Regions from separate parts of the Sus scrofa genome. Here region 2 is linked to region 1. A link is a contact called in public HiChIP or PLAC-seq data. All regions are on one chromosome and are shown on one strand. Each heading gives the region's core, a stretch centred on a gene start, on an enhancer-like site or on the middle of the called end of the contact. The rest is flanking DNA. Distances are from core to core; before and after follow the strand shown.

Region 1 (3,184 bases), core at 311-2,810:
AACAGAGGAATAGTGACAGTGTTCCAGAGTTGCTTGCCTCTGCCAACTCTTCTTCTTGATCTGAGATCTGTAATTCAGCATTCACCTGGGATTTTTGACACTTAGACACATTCTCCTGTGTGGAGATGTTCATGAATTTCCTTTTGGAATTAACTGGCTAGCAACTGAATTTTCTCCTTTCACTTTGTTTCCCATGGCTGCTTGGTTTGCCGTGCTGCCAGCAGACCACATGTTTTAGCTTTACTCATTTTTTTCTTCTATATAAACTGTATCTGTCTTCTTGGATTACAATTAGTAATACAGTAGTAATGATATGTTTGTCGCTGTAATGTCTCTGAATGTGATGGTGACAAATGGTAAGTGAATCATTATGTCTAGAACATGGCTTATATATTGACATCATGTTTATTTTCTCATTTGAGGACCTGTTCTCCTTTGGAACTTTATTTGTGCTTGTAGATATTTCATATATTTCATCCTCCTTACCTGATGAGGAAATTCATATTTTTTTTTTAGTCTCTCTAGAAATGTACTTTGAGTATGCATCTCTATCTCCATTTGAGTTCAGTTCTTTTTACTTTGATAATTTCTGGATCCAAGTTGGAAAAAATATGTACCTCACCAGGCATGGTCCATCTCTTAACTGCTTCACTGTCTTTTGACATTGCTGCTGCTTATCTTGCATCTCCTATTTGTAACTGAATGCCATGTTTATAATCAAAATTATTTCTCCTCTGTGACATTTGCCATTCTTTCTCATCCAGACTTCCTTCTGATTCTCATGGAATAACACAAGTGGCCATTGCTGTATGCCCTCAAGTGCTAGAAGCTCCCAAATATTTTGAATTTTCTCTTATTTTTCTTATTAGGGTGCAGCATAGATGCCAAGCAAGTTGAGGAACAAGCTGCAGCTGCAAATGAAGAAGTACTTTTTCCTTTCTGTAGGGAACCAAGTTATTTTGAAATCCCTACAAAAGAATTTCAGCAACCATCACAAATAACAGAAAGCACTATTCATGAAATCCCAACAAAAGACACACCCAGCTCCCATACAACAGGTGCAGGGCATGCTTCCTTTACCATTGAGTTTGATGACAGTACCCCAGGGAAAGTAACTATTAGAGACCATGTGACAAAATTTGCTTCTGATCAGCGCCACAAGTCAAAGAAGTCTTCTCCTGGAACTCAAGACCTGCCGGGAATTCAAACTGGAATGATGGCACCAGAAAACAAAGTAGCTGACTGGCTAGCCCAGAACAACCCTCCTCAGATGGTGTGGGAAAGAACAGAAGAGGATTCCAAAAGTATTAAAAGTGACGTTCCGGTTTACTTGAAAAGGTTGAAAGGTAAAGTGAAATGATCATTTCAAAACTTCCTATTTTATGAAAAAGTTCATTCTTCCCAGTAACCAAACTACTATTAGGTAAATAATTATATGGTAGGAAATTTGTGCTTTTTCAAAAGTTTATATTTGATTTTAGAGCAAAGCTGTATGGCCCACATCCAACTTCCTCAATCAGAACAGTCTGCTGCTTTCACTTCCTTGCCAAAACCAGATTGGTTTTATAACTTTATATTTATGTCATTAAAGATGTTTATTTTTCCTGTGGAAATAAAAGAGTCATTCGGTTCACCAGTGGAATTCCCTAGAAGACAGTTCTCATCATTTTCTCGACTTAAGGAAAGGATACACTCAATTCTCTTCTCCATTGTTTGCTTCTCGTAAGATGGCAGGATATAAATTTTGAAAGTTTTAAGCCATTGGATAATGGCTCACACTTCTGCTTTGGCAATACCATCACATTGTTAGCAGAGCGTTGCCAACTATTCTCAGGTTACTCTTAAAACAGATTTTTTTTTTTTTTGCTTATAGATACTGGGAATTAATCGAACTAAGACTTTTTTCACTAGTAAGACTTTTATGAAAACTGCCGTTGAGTGTTTATTGGTGAAATAGTTATTAGATATGTTGTATTAGTATAACCCTTGGCCAGAGTATAACATCTTTTATACCTGTACCTCAAAGTATCAACTGATCAACTTTTTCCATTCATTTTGCCAATTAATTTAGAATTTATTGAGGACAGACTTATGCTATCTTAATTTTATTTAACAAGCTGTCTATAAGGGAAATGATTTCATGTTAATCTAACTATTCTGTTACTATACAAAAAGTTCAAGAGCTTTAAATAAATTCTCTTTGAGGTCAGAGATTATATATCACTTACCTTTTATCTTTAAAGCTTTACCTAGGACTTGAGTATGTGATAGGTACTCAGTAATTGGAATAAACTATGAATGACTTCACTATCATTGACAAGACTGACCCCATTTTAACCTGGACTTTATGCCCTGGGATTCTGATAAACTAATGAAGAAATACCTATTTCTGATTTGTTAGAAATAAGCAGTGAGTGAGATGGTATAGTTACCTAATTCTTTGTCAGGGCCTATTTCTGTATTTAATTATAATCATAAGCAATTAATTACCTGGCATATGAACTTTTGACATGGGATCAGTTTTTTTTTTCTCCTACTTGATAATAATAAATTATAATTGAGGCCTGTATGTGTACATAGATATTAAAGCTCACAAATAAAAGCTACCCATTTGTAAATTGACAATTTTTATGAATTGGATGAATAATACCGATAGCCTTGTATCATATAAAATGTAGCATGATCTTTGAAAATTTAGAAATAACATCATCTTTTTGAAACCACTCTTAATAAATGTCAAAAATGAATGTAAAAGATCCTTTTAAAAGCAACCGTTAAAAGTGCCTTGATTAGGGAGTCCCTTGGTGGCCTAGTGGGTTAAGAATCTGGTATTGTCACTGCCATAGCATGGCTTTGATCCCTGGCCTAGGACTTGCGTGCTGCAAGTGAGGCCAAAAAATGATTTTTTTAAAAAACCACCTTTCTTAAATGCTGTAATTTTAGTCATAATAACTATTTTGTTTTAGCTGTTATTTTGATTCCAAATGGAGGCATTAATGCTCACAGTGTAGCTGTACATTCGTGGTTAGATATTTTAAACCTTTACCAGAAATCATATGAATTACTGTTATCCCTCAGAGCAGATTTATAGGTACATTCTAGTATGTTGCCATTGCCGTTGCTTAGACCCCTTCTTAGGGATTTCCCTTCCGGCCAGTGTACAAACCATCCAAGAAATTGTCTT
Region 2 (3,225 bases), core at 503-3,002, 1.0 Mb before region 1:
GCATCGCATCCCGCCTGCACCGAGGCTGCACTTGACATCACGTGGCCCAAGGGGCCCACTCTCTAATCCTAAGACTGCACTGGTCTTTCCGGCTCCATCAGCCCCCCCATCCTGAAGCTACCTAGGAGCCCCCCAGGAGTCACCTCCTTAGCGTGAACTCAGGGGTGTTCTGAGGGGCCCACGGGGCATAATGAGGTTCCTTTGACTCCAGAAATTCCAAGGGTTTAGAGGCTTCCTACCAGCAAGCAGGGAGAAGACGAGTCGAAATCTTTATCATGTAACAAGCCCACACTCCCCCTACTTCTTCTCCTGAAACTTGTGTGAGATCTGACATAATGGACAGATATTTTAACTACAGGGTTATAGTAATAAGTGTATCCTGAATTCATCTAAAAGAAAGCCGAAAAATGAGTGGACTTACCCACGTACATGCAGTATTGGTTCATGTTAAAATCGGTTCGTGGTTAAAGCTGGCGATGCCCTGGTTTCTGCTGTGGGCGATCTCGCTTGAACACGTGGGGCTGAGAGCACCCGGTCCTGCAGCCCACTCTGACCCCCTCACCCCGACCTTCTGCAGCCTCTTGCACATGGCTGGTGCTCAAAGCCACACTCGTGCATCTCCAAGGTCCACCTCACACAAAACCAACAATTTTGTCAGCAGCCTCATAGTCACTTGGCTTCATCGGTTCATATGAACCTCGGCTTAGAAAGTTTGCCCCTGAACCTTGGATTCCAACGTGCCATTGGCTGGAGTGAGTCATTTAGAAGGTATGAAAAAGCTCTTCTTCCTCCGAGGGAAGAAGACCCTGATGGCTCCCTGTCTCCCAGTGGCAGCAGGGGGAGAACCACCTATTTTCAGAAGTGGCCCGAGGGAGTTCCCGTTGTGGCTCAGTGCATTAAGAATCCAACTAGTGGGGGAGGTCCCGTCGTGGCTCAGTGGTTAACGAATCCGACTAGGAACCATGAGGTTGCAGGTTCCATCCCTGACCTTGCTCAGTGGGTTAAGGATCCGGCGTTGCCATGAGCTGTGGTGTAGGTCGCAGACATGGCTCGAATCCCAAGTTGCTGTGGCTGTGGTGTAGGCCAGCGGCTACAGCTCCAATTGGACCCCTAGCCTGGGAACCTCCATGCCACAGGAGTGGCCCTAGAAAAGGAAAAAAAAAAAAAAAAAATCCAACTAGTATCCATGAGGATGCGGGTTCGATCCCTGGCCTTGCTCAGTGGGTTAAGGATCCGGCGTGGCCGTGAGCTGTGGTGTAGCTTGGATCCTGAATTGCTGTGGCGGTGGTGCAGGCTGGCAGCTGCAGCTCCACTTCGACCCCTAGCCTGGGAACTTCCATATGCTGTAGGTGTGACCATAAAAAAAAAAAAAAAAAGCAAAAAACCAAAAAAGCTGTAGGTTACATCCACAAGGAGGTCACTGTAGAGCTTCTGGGCAGCCCAGTAAGAGCTGGGTGGGGGGAATGAGAGGGCGCCTTGACCGTGGCGTGCCGGCCGTCACCGTTCGGCCTTGGGAAGGAGGCTCTCATTCTGCAGGGTAGAGGCTTGACCTTTTCCTTCCGCCCCCACCCCCGGGCCACCACAGCACCCCCCGAAGACACGGCCTGCCTCCTTCCTCTGTCACCTGCTGACACACAGGTTGGCTGGTGACATTCAGAGAGTCAAAGATGGCTTCCTGAGGACAGACCTAGATGAACAAAACCTGGAAACAGGTGGAAGCGGAGCCCAGCCTGGGGGCTGGGGGGAGGGGGTAAGGAGGGGGGCAGATGGCCTGGAAATCTGAGTCATAGCTCCTCACCACTCCCCCGAGGATTTGATGTCCCTTTGGCCAGCAGGCCATTTTCTCTCTGCAAAACTATTGATCCTGCTGCCAAATGTCCCCTAAGCCTGCCTCCCGCATCAGTGGGGCGGGAGTGATAAACTGTAACCAGAGAACACAGAAGCGCTGGCCTGTGGATGGCCTTGGACGTTTTTATCAGTAGACCCGGTGCTGGCTGGGCCGCCGACCAGGCAGGACTGACACTGAGCATGAGGAGGGGACTGCAGCGTTTGGGTTTGCTCACCAAGTCCAGAGCAAGGCACCAGAAATTCTTGGCTTCCTCCAAACAGCTGCACAGAAGCCTCGGCCGCCAAACCCATCTTGAGTTTGATGAGTCATCTGACGTCAGCCCTGAGCCCACAGCGTCTGGCTCCGGGCTCTTTCTGGAAGATGAGGAAGCGCCCGCCCTAAGGGCCTCTGGGCGATTCCAGGTAAGCAGAGTTTAACTTCCACTGGCTCATCTAGGTTCCTGCTTCCTCATTATTATCCTTTCGCTGGTCCTCTGAAGAAAGGCCAAAGAAACTGGTTTCCCTTAAATCTGGAAAGTGAAAGCTAAGGAACCAGACAGCCTTGTGCCTTTAGGAAAGTATAGGATGGGGGATCCTTCTCCCGTCTCATTCTAAGGCTCAGGCTTTATGCTATAGGAGGGTCAGAAAGTGAAACCGGCTTTGAGTCTTGGAAAAAGTTTTACCAGGTTATGAGAGAATCCACTTCTTTAGAGATCTTTAATATATCTTTAAAATTTTAAATATTTATTTGCAATAAATAAATATTACTATTTATGTACATAAATATATCTTAATATATTTAGAGATATTTAACATATTTATATCATGGGGATGTTCCCGGACCAGGGATCGAACCTGCACCACAGCAGTGACCTGAGCCACGGCAGTGACAACACCCGCTCATCCTGATCCTGCTGAGCCATAGGAGAGCTCCACAAGTCACTTCTCACGTGCAGCCTCATTTAAGCTTCACAAAACTCTAAGCATCAAACATTTATTATGCCCTTCATTTTACAGGTGAGGAAACAGGTTCAGAAAATGAAACGATTTGCTCGTGTGCTGCCACGCATGGCTGATTGGCACGGAGATACGGAACTGCATTCTGACTCCAAATCCAATCTCTGTTTTCCACGAACAATCCAGTCTATCTTCTCGGGATGTTTTAAATGAAAGCCTGTCTAAATATTTTGAAGATTCCTTCACACGACCTGGGTTTTATGAGGCCTGAAATGGATTTTATCTAAACTTGCACTTCCCGAAGATGGCCACGAGATGGCAGGGTAACCCCGACGATGGGGGGACTGGCGCCCTTCCCTGCACCAGTAGAGGGCATTAGTTCCCCGTTTGAAAAAAGTGAGAAATGCAAAAAGAAAAACAAAACAATAAAACTTCAGGGGC

The links. HiChIP or PLAC-seq counts read pairs in DNA pulled down with a chosen protein or histone mark.
Region 2: an H3K27ac HiChIP or PLAC-seq map of alveolar macrophages shows a contact between it and region 1. The contact joins two enhancer-like sites. A contact is called at or near these places in 2 of 47 Hi-C or Micro-C datasets (fetal heart ventricle and fetal skeletal muscle) and 1 of 2 datasets of contacts at active chromatin or transcription factors (alveolar macrophages).

Annotation. Positions count from the first base shown.
Region 1 is chr10:16,121,612-16,124,795 of Sscrofa11.1, reverse strand. CEP170 (centrosomal protein of 170 kDa) reads left to right here. Exons shown (of 20, transcript XM_021064150.1): 8 at 870-1,346. Among named protein-coding and RNA genes, the nearest start is that of SDCCAG8, 68 kb to the left of the region's middle. Within about 2 kb of position 1,560, at least 8 of the 83 cell types and tissues checked have an H3K27ac peak or open chromatin away from gene starts, as enhancers often do. A contact at or near this core is called in alveolar macrophages, where this site is marked.
Region 2 is chr10:17,155,183-17,158,407 of Sscrofa11.1, reverse strand. No RefSeq gene overlaps it. Among named protein-coding and RNA genes, the nearest start is that of C10H1orf100, 42 kb to the left of the region's middle. Within about 2 kb of position 1,752, at least 33 of the 83 cell types and tissues checked have an H3K27ac peak or open chromatin away from gene starts, as enhancers often do. A contact at or near this core is called in alveolar macrophages, where this site is marked.